2 separate regions of the Mus musculus genome follow, and region 1 is linked to region 2. A link is a contact called in public Hi-C data. All regions are on one chromosome and are shown on one strand. The core of a region is the stretch at or near the end of the contact, and the rest is flanking DNA. Distances in the headings are between cores, read along the strand shown.

Evidence for each region. A called contact is a pair of places that touch in the nucleus more often than the background predicts.
Region 1: a Hi-C map of embryonic fibroblasts shows a contact between it and region 2, with 1.5 times the contacts expected there. The contact joins the promoter of Ppdpf here to the promoter of Kcnq2 in region 2. A contact is called at or near these places in 4 of 39 promoter capture datasets (the 3T3-L1 cell line, cranial neural crest, hippocampal neurons and 1 more), 4 of 484 Hi-C or Micro-C datasets (embryonic fibroblasts, embryonic stem cells and nephron progenitors), 2 of 115 datasets of contacts at active chromatin or transcription factors (both in embryonic stem cells) and 2 of 9 other capture datasets (adipose tissue and pancreatic islet).

Annotation. Positions count from the first base shown.
Region 1 is chr2:181,185,928-181,191,903 of GRCm38.p6, forward strand. It overlaps Ppdpf (pancreatic progenitor cell differentiation and proliferation factor), which reads left to right and starts at 1,320. Exons shown (of 5, transcript NM_001356427.1): 1 at 1,320-1,527; 2 at 1,738-1,809; 3 at 1,882-1,959; 4 at 2,077-2,173; 5 at 2,255-2,577. The coding sequence starts at 1,755. The coding sequence ends at 2,372.
Region 2 is chr2:181,131,236-181,137,282 of GRCm38.p6, forward strand. It overlaps Kcnq2 (potassium voltage-gated channel, subfamily Q, member 2), which reads right to left and starts at 4,054. Exons shown (of 17, transcript NM_010611.3): 1 at 3,562-4,054. The coding sequence starts at 3,857.

The sequences.
Region 1 (5,976 bases), core at 70-2,569, 52 kb after region 2:
AACTAGGCATATATCCTTTACTTTCTTTTCAGAGGGAATTTTCACTACAGGAAATAGCTAATAACCACTGGAGATGCCCATGTACTTGACCAGGACAGTTCAGGGTAAGTCATAGAATCTGAAGTACATAACACTATGAAGACAGAAGTCTCACCCTCCTGGTGTCACCAGGACGGTCCTTATCAGTGGCCTTACTCACTTGTACTGCTGTCATGTCAACTGCCCCCACCTCTTTTTCATTACACCTTACCCATCTCCTTTATGATCTCTAAACCAGCACCCCTACTGGACCATTTCTTGTCTGGTTTTCCCGAGCCTGGATCAATGCTTGCACAGAGTAGGTCTCAACAAATCCAAGCAAAGGGTCCCAGCCAAGCAGCCTTGAGACTTCGGCGACACAAGAGCCTCCTCCTGGGATCCTACTAGCCTCAGCCTAGTCGGTTCTCCCTGAGCCTCCAATGAAGTCCAGCATCTTTGGTTATAGGAGAAGCATGCTGCACGAAGCTGGCTCATGATCCTCTCGGTCTGACAGAACACAGGCTGCTGAGGAAGGGAAGGGTGGGCAGGGCATGCTGGCCAGCCCTAACTTGATTCCCCCCAAACATGAGTCTCCGACCAACAATGGAAGCTACTAGAGACTGTCTCTGTTAGAGCTCTCTCTGACCCCAAGGCTTCGTCTGTCTTCCATCACTCCTCTCCAAACAGAACACAGGTTGGGAATGATGAACAACAATGCGAGTCAGGACTTGAAAGACAGACAGCTCCTCAGCTTACCAAGGGCAGGCTATTCCCTACAGGACCGCTTGGGGGCTCCAGGCACCATCCAGTGAGCCCAGAAAACAGAGATTGCGATGGTAGGGAGGTGCGCGGCAACAGCTTGTGCTTACTTATGTTAAACAGATCCACTCAGTCAAGGGTCGGAGTGAGGTACGTGGAAAATAAAGCCTGCGGGGACCAGCGAAAGCAGCGGGCAGCCCCAAGTAAAGGGAACAAGAACACCAAACAGGCTGTACTACATGAGACCACATCCGAGAGGGTGGCACAGACTGAGGGGCACATGAGATTCTTTAACCTCTTCTATCCGGGTTCGAGTCCGAACCAGGCAGGAAAAAAGCAGCAGAGCTGGTTTCGACTGGAGCGAAACCACAGATGTTTGATCAAGGAGGTTAGGGCCAATGTGGAACTTTGCAGAACCTAGCATTGCAGAAGGTAGGGTGGATTCTTGCTCCGCTCGGGGTGGAGTCTAATAGGGAAGGGCGGGACCACTTCGTGCTACTTCTGGTCTATCAGGGGAGCTCAAAAGTCTCATGGGTGGGCCCGCTGTGAAGCGGGAGGGGCTTTGACGCGCGCCCCGCCTCCCAGTGGTGCGTCTTTTGCGGTGCAGGAAAGCTACTAAGTACGCGCGTGCGCATAGCGCGCGTGGGTCCTAAAGTGGTGTTTCGTGGGTTATCTTTGCAAATGGGCTCCGCGGCCTAGCGCCCTGGTGGCCTAAAAACGAAGCCTGCAAGGAAGGGGTTCTCCGCCGAGGTGAGGGCAGTGACGAAGGCAGCCGGCGGTGGGGTGGGGGAGGCGCGTCTTCTTGGGGCCAGGAGCAGACAAAGCCCCTTTGTCTCACCACGCAGCCGGACCGGGCTGGTTGGAGCCGCTTGGAAACCTGGCACTGTCAGGACCCGGGAGACTCGGGGAACCCTCCGGTGTGCGGTGACCAGGGCCCACATTCTGCTCTCGTCTCCGCAGCGCCTCGGTCCTGAAGCATGGCAGCCATCCCTTCCAGCGGCTCGCTCGTGGCTACCCATGACTACTATCGGCGTAAGTAGCCCCTCGCCAGCCCCGCCCAGGGCTGGCCCAGGGCCCTGTGGCTGACCCGCCTCCCCTTCCCAGGACGCCTGGGCTCCTCGTCCAGCAGCAGCTCCGGCGGAAGTGCCGAGTACCCTGGGGACGCCGTGCTCCAGTCCCCGGGTAAGTGCAGAACCAGCCAGCGGAAGGGCAGAGTTCACGTCCTAAGGCGGAGTGGGGTGGGGGATGGGTAGCGTGGAGAAGGACTTGACCCCATCGTGACCCTCCTTTGCTCCTCAGGTCTTCCCAAAGCCGACCCGGGCCACTGGTGGGCCAGCTTCTTTTTCGGGAAATCCACACTCCCGTTCATGACTACAGTGTTGGAGTCTCCTGAGCGGTGAGTCCATCTTCCATGTGGTTGTGGGGGTGGCCCCAATTAAAGCAAATGCCGACCCAGTGACCTATGCTCTCCTTACAGCTCGGCAGAATCCCCCCAGGTCTCCAGAAGCCCGATGACCTGTGGCCTGACTCCTGAAACCATGAAGCAGCAGCCAGTCATCCATTCTGGCCAGACCAACCCCAGGGACCTTTCCTGACCTATCAGAATCTGCAGCCTGCCCAAGCTGAAGTGGTGCTAGGCCAGTGCCTACCCTCTCGACCCTCCCTGTAAACTAGGAAGGCTGAACAAGAGAAACCAGTAGAAGCTGGAGAGAGCCCCCTCTTGGTTCACAGCACTGAACTTTCCTGACCCCATAACTGTGTCTTGGCACAAAGCAGAAAATAAACTCACAGCAGCCACCCTCCCCTGGTATGTTTGAAACATTACTGAATCCAGCCTTGCTTCCTGCTGGATGCTATACTGCTCCCAGGCTTTCCTGACAGCTCCTTGAGACCCTTCCCAGTGATACCCCTGCATCTGGTGAGATACCCTCTCAAGTGGGCCTGGCCCCAGGTAGACAGTCCAGGGGAAGCTGGGCCTCTGGCTGAGTTTGGGAGCTCTCAGTTCCTACACAGGAACCTGGTGGGTGATCTTGGGTCAGGCCCTCCCCACTACTTGCTGCACGGCTGGTTCCCCAAGGTTGGGGATACTAGCTCAGACTGAAAGAGGGTTACAAACACAGGAAGTCTAGCCTCTAGGTCAGAGGGCATAGGAGCTGAGGGGGGTGGCTGAAATGGCAAGGTTAGGGTGGAGTCTTAGGTGTGGCTCAGCAAGCCTTTCTGCTACCTCACCTGGTAAACAGCTGCACTCTCCCCAGGGAACTAAAGCCTGTGCCTCTGACTGCTGAGCCTCCCTCCTGCCTGCCCTCAGGGTATCCGGAAAGCTTGAAGAAGGCTGCCCTTAACTCCCAAACAAGTAGTCCAATGGAGGAGGCTCTTTTCCCCTTTGGTGGACTCAGAACAGGAAATGAGTTTTACTTAGGCCAGATGAAGCTCACAGAGCTGCTCCTTGTCAGCTAGAAGCTAGGGACAGCCAACAGCTCCAGGCGGCAAGGAGAGTGGTTCCATCTTCCCTTCCCCTTTGTGGATTCTCTGAAGTCTTGTCAGATGTACAGCTGCAGCTGGCAAAGCTGAGAAGTGAGTATTTTAGTGACTTGCAGAAGGGTTAGAGAAAAGTTGTAGAGAATAATCAGAAGTATAAAGAATGACGTTAAGATGATAGTAAAGGAAAGATTTTGGGATCTACTCTGATCTTGAGTGATAACCCTCTGAAGAGATAGGCCTAGGGCTGGTTACACTGTAGGTTCTGGAACAAGCCCTGCAATCTCAGCAAAGCCAGGCTGACATGTTTACAAGTGCTGTCAGGCACCTGTGTTTGTTTGTGGTGCCAGGACTTTGTTCTCAGAAAGTGTATTCAGGTCAGGCTGCCACATCCAAGTTGTACCACAAGGTTTTTGCCAGAAGCACCTGTAGGTTTGGGTAGCTCCCTCTTTGAAAAGTCCCTGAGGCTTCTAAAAGTCAGCCCTTCTCATAGTAAGGCATTCTAGGAACCAGGCCAGTTCTTCCCACAAGGCCTTACTACGATGATGTCACCCTTAGTTACTGTAGTAGTTACTCAGTCTACCTGGAGCTGAGGAGAAAGCTCAGGTGGCAAAGGCTTGCCTTGCCAATGAGAAGACCTGAGTTTGAATTTTGGAATCCCCATAAAAGCTAGATGCATTGTTTTCTACCTCAGTGCTGGGGGTACGGGCTCGTTAGGCTAACGATGAGAGACCCTTTCTTTAAAAAATGGCGCACACCTTTAATCCTAGCACTCGGGAGGCAGAGGCAGGTGGATTTCTGAGTTCGAGGCCAGCCTGGTCTACAAAGTGAGTTCCAGAACAGCCAGGGCTACACAGAGAAACCCTGTCTCAAAACAACAACAACAAAATGGCACCCTAGGAACAACCCCTGTTGTTGTCATCAGACTGACATGCAAATGCAGAGTACCTGGTAACACTGTAGGTTCTTAAAAAAGAAAATCAGGGGGATAAAAGATACATATTTCACCTTTCACAGAGTAAGCTGGAGACAGCGAAAAGATTTCCTTTAAAAAGCAAACACTTCAGAACCAGCAAAACTTAAAGTCATTTTTTAAAATTTAGCTCTCGGGCTGGTGAGATGGCTCAGCAGGTAAGAGCACCGGACTGCTCTTCCGAAGGTCCGGAGTTCAAATCCCAGCAACCACATGGTGGCTCACAACCATCCGTAAGGAGATCTGACTCCCTCTTCTGGAGTGTCTGAAGACAGCTACAGTGTACTTACATATAATCAATAAATAAATCTTTAAAAAAAAATTTAGCTCTCGAGCCCTTTATCTTTCTCTCCCCTCACCCTCTCCATGTAGAGTGTCCTGGCCTCAATCCTTGGGGCCCATAAACTTGCCTTCAATACAATCTTTAAAAAAAAAAAATTAAAACATCAGTCCACTGATAATGAATTCTTATCTAGAAATGGCAGTGAGCCCACCAGCTTCATGTATAGAAACACTGAGACAGGTGATTCTAAGATAATGTGGGCACCTGTCGGATGTAAACATCTGGAAGAAGTTTGAGACAGCTGGTAGACACTTTCCATCTACAGGAGTCAAAGTAAACATTTGTGAAAGAAAATTAAGCCTCAGCTAAGGAGCTAACAATTTTCTGTGGCATGGCTTCAAGTATGACAGGAATATAACCAATGACATTCCTAGATATACCAAGTTTTCCGGAAATTTCTACATTAACACCTATAAGTACAACCTGAAGGTTTCATATTTCAATATTTGACAGGGCTTTTTATATAACATATCAAATAAGCCCGGTTTAATAGCTCTTTTTTATGAAAGAAATCCTGAGGCTGCAAGTCCCCTTCCAGAAACTGAAAAGTTGGTTTACAGTTAGAATTGAATCCAGAGTTTGGTTCCAGAATTGTCAAAGACTTGGTTAGGTATGACCCTAGTTACCTAATTAAACAAAGTAACAAGATATTTAAAGGAAATCTAGGTTATGTGGTTATGAGTAAAATTTGTCCTTCAGTAATCAAAGACCAAGTCACATACATCATGGAAGAAGCATGAAGCTGAGTACAAATCCTCGGCTAGTCACCTGAGTCAAACTAAGATTGCAAGATTGCAGAACTTGTAAATAGACACCTTTCATAAGGCGAACTAGTTTTACATTATTACTAAAATTATTTCCTTTCAGGGAATATCTTTTTTTTTAAAAGATTTATTTATTGATTATATGTAAGTACACTGTAGCTGTCTTCAGACACACCAGAAGAGGGAGTCAGATCTTGTTACGGATGGTTGTGAGCCACCATGTGGTTGCTGGGATTTGAACTCCTGACCTTCGGAAGAGCAGTCGGGTGCTCTTACCTGCTGAGCCATCTCACCAGCCCCAGGAAATATCTTAATAGAAGGTCTTAGCCCAAGTTTGTAGAGAGAATCTTTGCACTGTGTAAAAGCATTCACCTGTCAATAAAAAAACCTTTTGGCCAATGAGCTGAGGCAGGAAATAGGTGGGAGTTCCAGCAGAGAGAATAATTCTGGGAAATAGTGAGACTTGAGAGATTTACCCAGAGAGGAAACTAACCAGTAGAAGAACTTGGACTCGAATAAACTGGATTATTGACATAAGAGCTAGTGGGAGAACGAATCAATGTTATTGGCCTAAGCATTTATTAGTAAATAATTAGTCTCAGAGTCTCGTTATTTATTTATTATTTTTTTTTAGATTTATT
Region 2 (6,047 bases), core at 2,804-5,303:
GAGAAACACAGGTTTCTCTGGAAACCACAACTCTCTGAGGTATTTCCATCTTTTGGGAAAATTCCATAAGATTCTCTGAATTCTCGATCAATGAGGCTACAGGAAGGCCTGCTACTTGAAAGAAGCTGGGCACACGACACCATTCAGTGATAGGGGTTCTTCTGATCACTGCCACACACCATAAGTCAGACCTGGGTACTCCGAGTGACCACCTCTCCTGTCTGCCTCAGATGAGGATCAGAACTACTCCTCAAATGACCCACCTACTCCAACTTCCATGGCCCTTGCCAGCCTCAGAGCTAAAAGCAGTTAAGGGGGATGAGAAGGACTTGCAAAGCAGCCTAGACACCATTCTTTTGGGGGAAGGAGGCCTATCTGGGTCCAAAGCACCCAAAGAGCCTTGAACAAGGACATGGTCCTGGATGCTACTTTTTCTGTGAAATGGGAGGTGACACCTGGCTTGACAGCCTATGGCAATGGTTCTGGGGCTCCTAAGGTCTCAACAGGAACACCTGTACATTGTGGACAGAGGGGCCTTGGTGATCGGCACAAAGAGCTGAGCTATGGGTAAACCCAGAACCCAAAGTACAGCCCCCCATGACTTGGTTTCCCATTTAGTTCTTTCAAATGCCATGCCTTCCTAGATGTCCACTGGCCTGGATGTTGAAGAGAACAAGCTGTCCACACTCTCAGCTTTCAGCTCTCAGGCAGGCCGCCTCCCAGCTTATACAGGAAGACCTTTTCAGCCTCAGCTTCCCCATCATGCTCCTCTGGCCACAGGCAGTAAGTCTAGCATGTGATAGGGGCATCATAACCCAGCAACCTCTCCCTAAGTCCCTGAGCTACTTGGAGCTCTCACTCAGCTCTCGAGCACATCATGATGAACATGAACATGCTCTAAGGCCCCCATAATACTCCCACCTCTGCCTAGATTTGTCTTCGCTGTGGTTCACCCTTTTCGGGGCAGAGGGGACTGGGTAGTTCAAATGGCTCTGCCTGGGTGACCTTCCAGGTTGAGTGCAGAGATATTTCTGAAAACGTCTCTCACAAGCAGTCCATAAAGGCATTGCTTTGTAAAAGGCAAACTGAAGAGCCCTGTGGCCATTGAGTCTGACCTCGCTTAACAAGGTCCAAACCAAGAGTGGTCACCTCTGGCCAAGAGGTTGATATGTCTGGACATCTCACAGACCAGGCTTTGATGGCCAAAGGAAGAAGGAAAGTGGCCCAGGAAAACCCAATACTCCTTAAATGAGAAACTCATTTCTATGGGTCTTGGATCTGTTCTCAAGCAGCTACCTGGCCTCAGGAGGGGCTGTGTCATCCTTGCTAACTAATGAACAAACCAAACACTGCCTAACACACAGCGTGACCCAGTCCATGCAGACCAGTAGTCCACACAAGGGTTTGCCACGTGCTCAGGAATCTCAGGCTATTGGACTTCCTAAATTAGACAAAGATCGGTGTGGAGGGTTCCATGCCTGGAAACTAGGGGCATGGGTCATGAGCAACAAAGACATCAGAGATGTGTCACCTTTCACAATGGAATCAATAGGCATTCTGGAAGATATCAGTTGGTCTTCACAAAGTCCAGGAAGCCAGGAGTGGCTGTTACCACCTTACTGATGAAAGGGGTTCTGGGTCTAGACATTGTGTCTGGCCCTGAATTAGCAACCAAAGACTGTTCTTCTTCAATGCTCTCCCTCCTGCCCTTAATCCCAAGACATCGCCCTGAAAGATCCAGCCACAAAGTATAGAAGCCAAGGGACTTGCAGCATGCTGTATGTCTTCATGGTCTAAACCCTAAAGTCCGGGACACTGCAGGGGGCAGGAGTGGTTCTATGGTGGGAAATGTAGATGGGGAAGGGACACAGATCCCATAAAGCAAGGACCTCCCACACTGGGCTGGAGCTCCAGGTGCTTCTACTGTTAGGGAACAGAAGTAGAGAAATCAACCAGTCAGACTTAGGGATAGAACAGGACACCATAGAGGCTACAGACCCTTCCCCCCAAAGATTCCTAGATAATGCTGCCAGCCTGGGCATCCACACCCAGCCCTGTGGACACAGGATTTCATCCTGTCTGTGTCCCAGGAGTCACCTCAGACCAGGACCTGGCTGGATGTCTACAGCCAGCCAAAGTAGAAATGTTTGGACCCCAAGAGGGCAAGGAGGTGGTGGCTACAGCAAAAGGACCATTAGGGACACATGGACTCTTCCTTGGATTAAAGAAAAGCACAGGACCCTGGGCAAGGGAGAATCAAATTCATCTTTCTGGAGGGGGGTAGGGGCTGACACTACAGGCTGCTTCCCTTGGACAGCCTTATTGGTGAAACCTTTGCCTTGGAGAATTTCAGGACTATCCACTGGAACACACACATACACACACACACACTACTCATAGGTTGTGATGACCCCCAGGACATCATTCTGCAGGCATCCAGTAATTTCCTTCTATGGACCTTTCCTTGTCCCCAAACCTATTCACATATCACATGCAGAATACTCCCAGGCCCACTCATGGGACACATATCCTACCAAGGCCAGGACAAGTGGGCACCTCGATAGAGACTTTTCCTGAACATGGGTCTCACTCCCATCCCCAAATGATGCTTCTCATACAAAATGGCCGAGTCTTAGTGCTCCTCCTCTGTCCCTGGTTCTACTGGAATAGGAGAGCCAGCGTCCTTGCATTGGGAGGTTATGCATACTAACATAAACACACACACACACACACACACACACACACACTCATGTATGCGTGAAACAGGTTCGACTCTTTCTGGCTCTGCCCCAGAAGGAGTCCCAGACTTGGGGACAGGAGCAGCCCCTTCCAGGCCCAAAGCTGGCAGTACTGGGGGATAATAGTCTCTCAAGGATCTAAAGCCCAGAATGTGTAGCGAGATCATCAGCAGGTACAAAGGGACTACTTAGAGTGTAGAGAACAGGAGAGTGGGCCTCCGGAGATGAGTACAGGCAACTGCCCTCAGCCAGGGCTGAGGTGATGGGATGTTATGTCCCCTCCCCATTTCTGCAACCCGGAAGCTCAGAGAGGTAGCAAGAGGTTAGGAGGATGACTGAGATGAGGCCAATCTTCTGCATTGCCCCTACTTGGATGTCGGAGAGAACCCACGGGGATGCAGAGGGGCGAATGAGTTCAGACCTAGAGCTGAGCCGCCCTCCCTCCTAGGCGGCCCTTTGTTCCGCGCTGCGGGCCGTGGGGAGGGGCCTCTCGGGCTGAGGGGGGCTGGGGCGCCAGTACATCCCGTCCTGCGGGGGAAGGGCTGGTACAACCCAGCCTGGCGGCCGTAACCCTCCCCCTCCCCAAATAAAACAGTCCCTGACTACAGAATGATCTCCAAAGTCACTCTCCAATCCCTATCCTTTGCTTTAACCCGAGACTGCAATGCCACGACCCAAACCCCACGCCCACGACGCGAACCAGGCGCGCGCGCGGACACGCACACCAGGGCCCCTCAGTCCACCGCAGCTGCGCCTGCTATCAACCCGCGGCCCGGCCAGGGTTTCGCCAGGCCCACCGCTCACCACATCGCGGGCCACTTACACGTAGGCGTGGTAGATGAACGCCCAGCCGCGGGGCCGCTCTAGCACGTTGTAGAGGAAATTCTGCAGCTTGCGGTAGAAGGCGTTGCGCTTCGGGGGCTTCCCGGCTCCCGCGCCGCCCGTCCGCGGCTTGCTCAAAACGCTGCCGCGCTTGGGGGCCTCGGAGCCCGCGATGAGTAGCGCGCCGTCGCGTGTGGAGTCGGGCGCGCCGGGGTCCAGCCCCACGAAGCCCACCTTGAGCTTCTTTTCCCCGCTGGTGCCGGGGTACACGCCACCGTTGCGCGACTTCTGCACCATGGTGCCTGCGGCGCCCTATCGGGCGCGGGCTCAGCGGGGGCGGCGCGCGGGGGGTGGCGCGGGCCCCAGCCCAGGCCTCCGGTCCGGCAGCCGCATGGCGAGGCGGCTGCGGCTCTGCGTTCCTACCTGGCCCGGCCGCGCGCGGGGACGCTGCGGCCACCCGGCTCCGCGCGCGCCTCGGTGCCTGGCCGGCTTCCGCGAGGGCTCCTCCCGCCGCCCCGCCCCGCCCGCCTTAACCCCTACGACGCCATTGTAGTGGCAGGCAGGGAGAGCTGGTCCAGGTGTACTGCCTCACAGGACAACCCTTCCTGCTCTCCTAGCCCGGTAATCCTTGAGGGGGAGTCCAGCCCTGCCGTCACCGCTGAGAGGGCAAAGCACCAGAGTTGACCTGGAGTCGGCAAGTGGACACCTTTGGAAGGATCCTGGCCATTGTCAAGTTCGGTGTTAAAGATTCAGCCCACAAGGATCTTGGCTCTTAGCATCAAGAGGGCCAGACATGAGGAAGGCCCAGCACTTCCTCTGGGTGTGCAGGGAAATTTGTACAGGCTCTCTAAGGGTAACCAGAGCAGTGCCTAGAGCAGAATCCTTGCCCACCTCCAGGCTTACTGAGCCAACTGTACATGGTTATGGAGGAGGCACCAGCCTGGCCCACCCAGTCAGAAGAGGCCTTAGGTACAAGGTGTTTGTGGGTGGGGTGGGGGGAGGGAAGTGCTGCCCACTCCTTGCACGGGCTGGCTTTACCATCACCTCTGGGTCATCTTCCATTCAAGTCTCTGTAAAAGAACTGTAAGTTTTATAAGTCAGGTTGGAGAGATAGCTCAGTAGTTAAGAGCACTGACTGTTCTTTGAAAAGACCTGGGTTTGGTTCCCAGTACCCACATGACATTAGGAACTTAACTCCAATACCAGAGAATGCAAAGACCTCTTGTGGCCTTCTTGAGCACTGAAAGCTTGTGGTACTCATACATACACGCAGGCAAAACATACCCACTAAACATAACGTAAAAATAAACAAATCTCAAAATAGTATTTTTAAAATAACTAAATAAGTGATTACAGATCGTAGATGGCAACTGGGAAGAGCCTAGCTCATTCTATCCACCCTCCTGGGACAATCAGAGCCCAAACCGGGCAGTGGTGCTGCAAACCTTTAATCCTAGCACTTGGGAGGCAGAGGCAGGCAGACCTCTGTGAGATTGAGGCCAGCCAAGTCTACAGAGAGAGTCCCAGGACAGCCAGAACACACAGAAATTTTGTCTGGGGATGGGGTGAGTCAGAGCCCTGAGGGATAAAAGGTTCTGGTTCCCTAGGAAGGAAATGTGTTCCAAGAGGAGGCACTGAAAGGAAGGCAAAGGTCAAGGTTCTCTAGAGTTCCATAACACCAACAGATACAAACTTACTCATCTTCTCTTTTGGGGGGAAAATGGGGACACACCCTTGAAGTCGTTATGAGCCCACAAACTTTCTGGTACTGTAGAGTATGACACACACACACACAACACTGGGAAAGTTCATGGGAGAGTAAAGTTGGTGTAGAGATCTCTGCATTCCCAAGAGCTCTGCTCTCTACCTATGTTATTTGTACCAACAGCTTTACCACATTTCAGAAGGTTCTAGAAAGTGATTCCTTCGTTGTGGCTTACGGCTCCCTCCTTCCTCTGCTTAAGATGTCTTCCCAGGAAGCTGGCTCATTAATCATTTATGGGTTTTTTTTTTAATACCACGTCTTGCACACCTGTGGGCCATGCACTGTCAGCAGCTTGGTTACCAGCATTCAGCTGGCCTCCCGAAGATCCAGGAAAGTGGGTCGTGTACACTCAGGCAAGCAAGCAACAGGAATTTCATTTTACTTAAAAGTAGATAGGGAAAGCTTACAGGCTCAGGCCATATTTGCCAAGACTGCATTAACAAGATTCCAGAGAGAGGTGGTGGAAAAAATTCAGATGCATATGATAGCCCAGCTCCAGCTGGGGAGAGCTCTGGTCCAGGCTGAAGCGCTTGCAGCCCACATCAGAATCACCCTTCAGCCGGGCGCTGTCCCTTCAGCACCTCCTTGACAGCCCGCCTGGAGATCAGCCTGTTCCTCTCTCCATGACGATGGCTCCCTGCTCAGCTATTGCTGAACAACATGATGTTGCTCATCGTGCTCAACAGGCAGAGATGTTGGACCATCAAAACACAAGATCACTT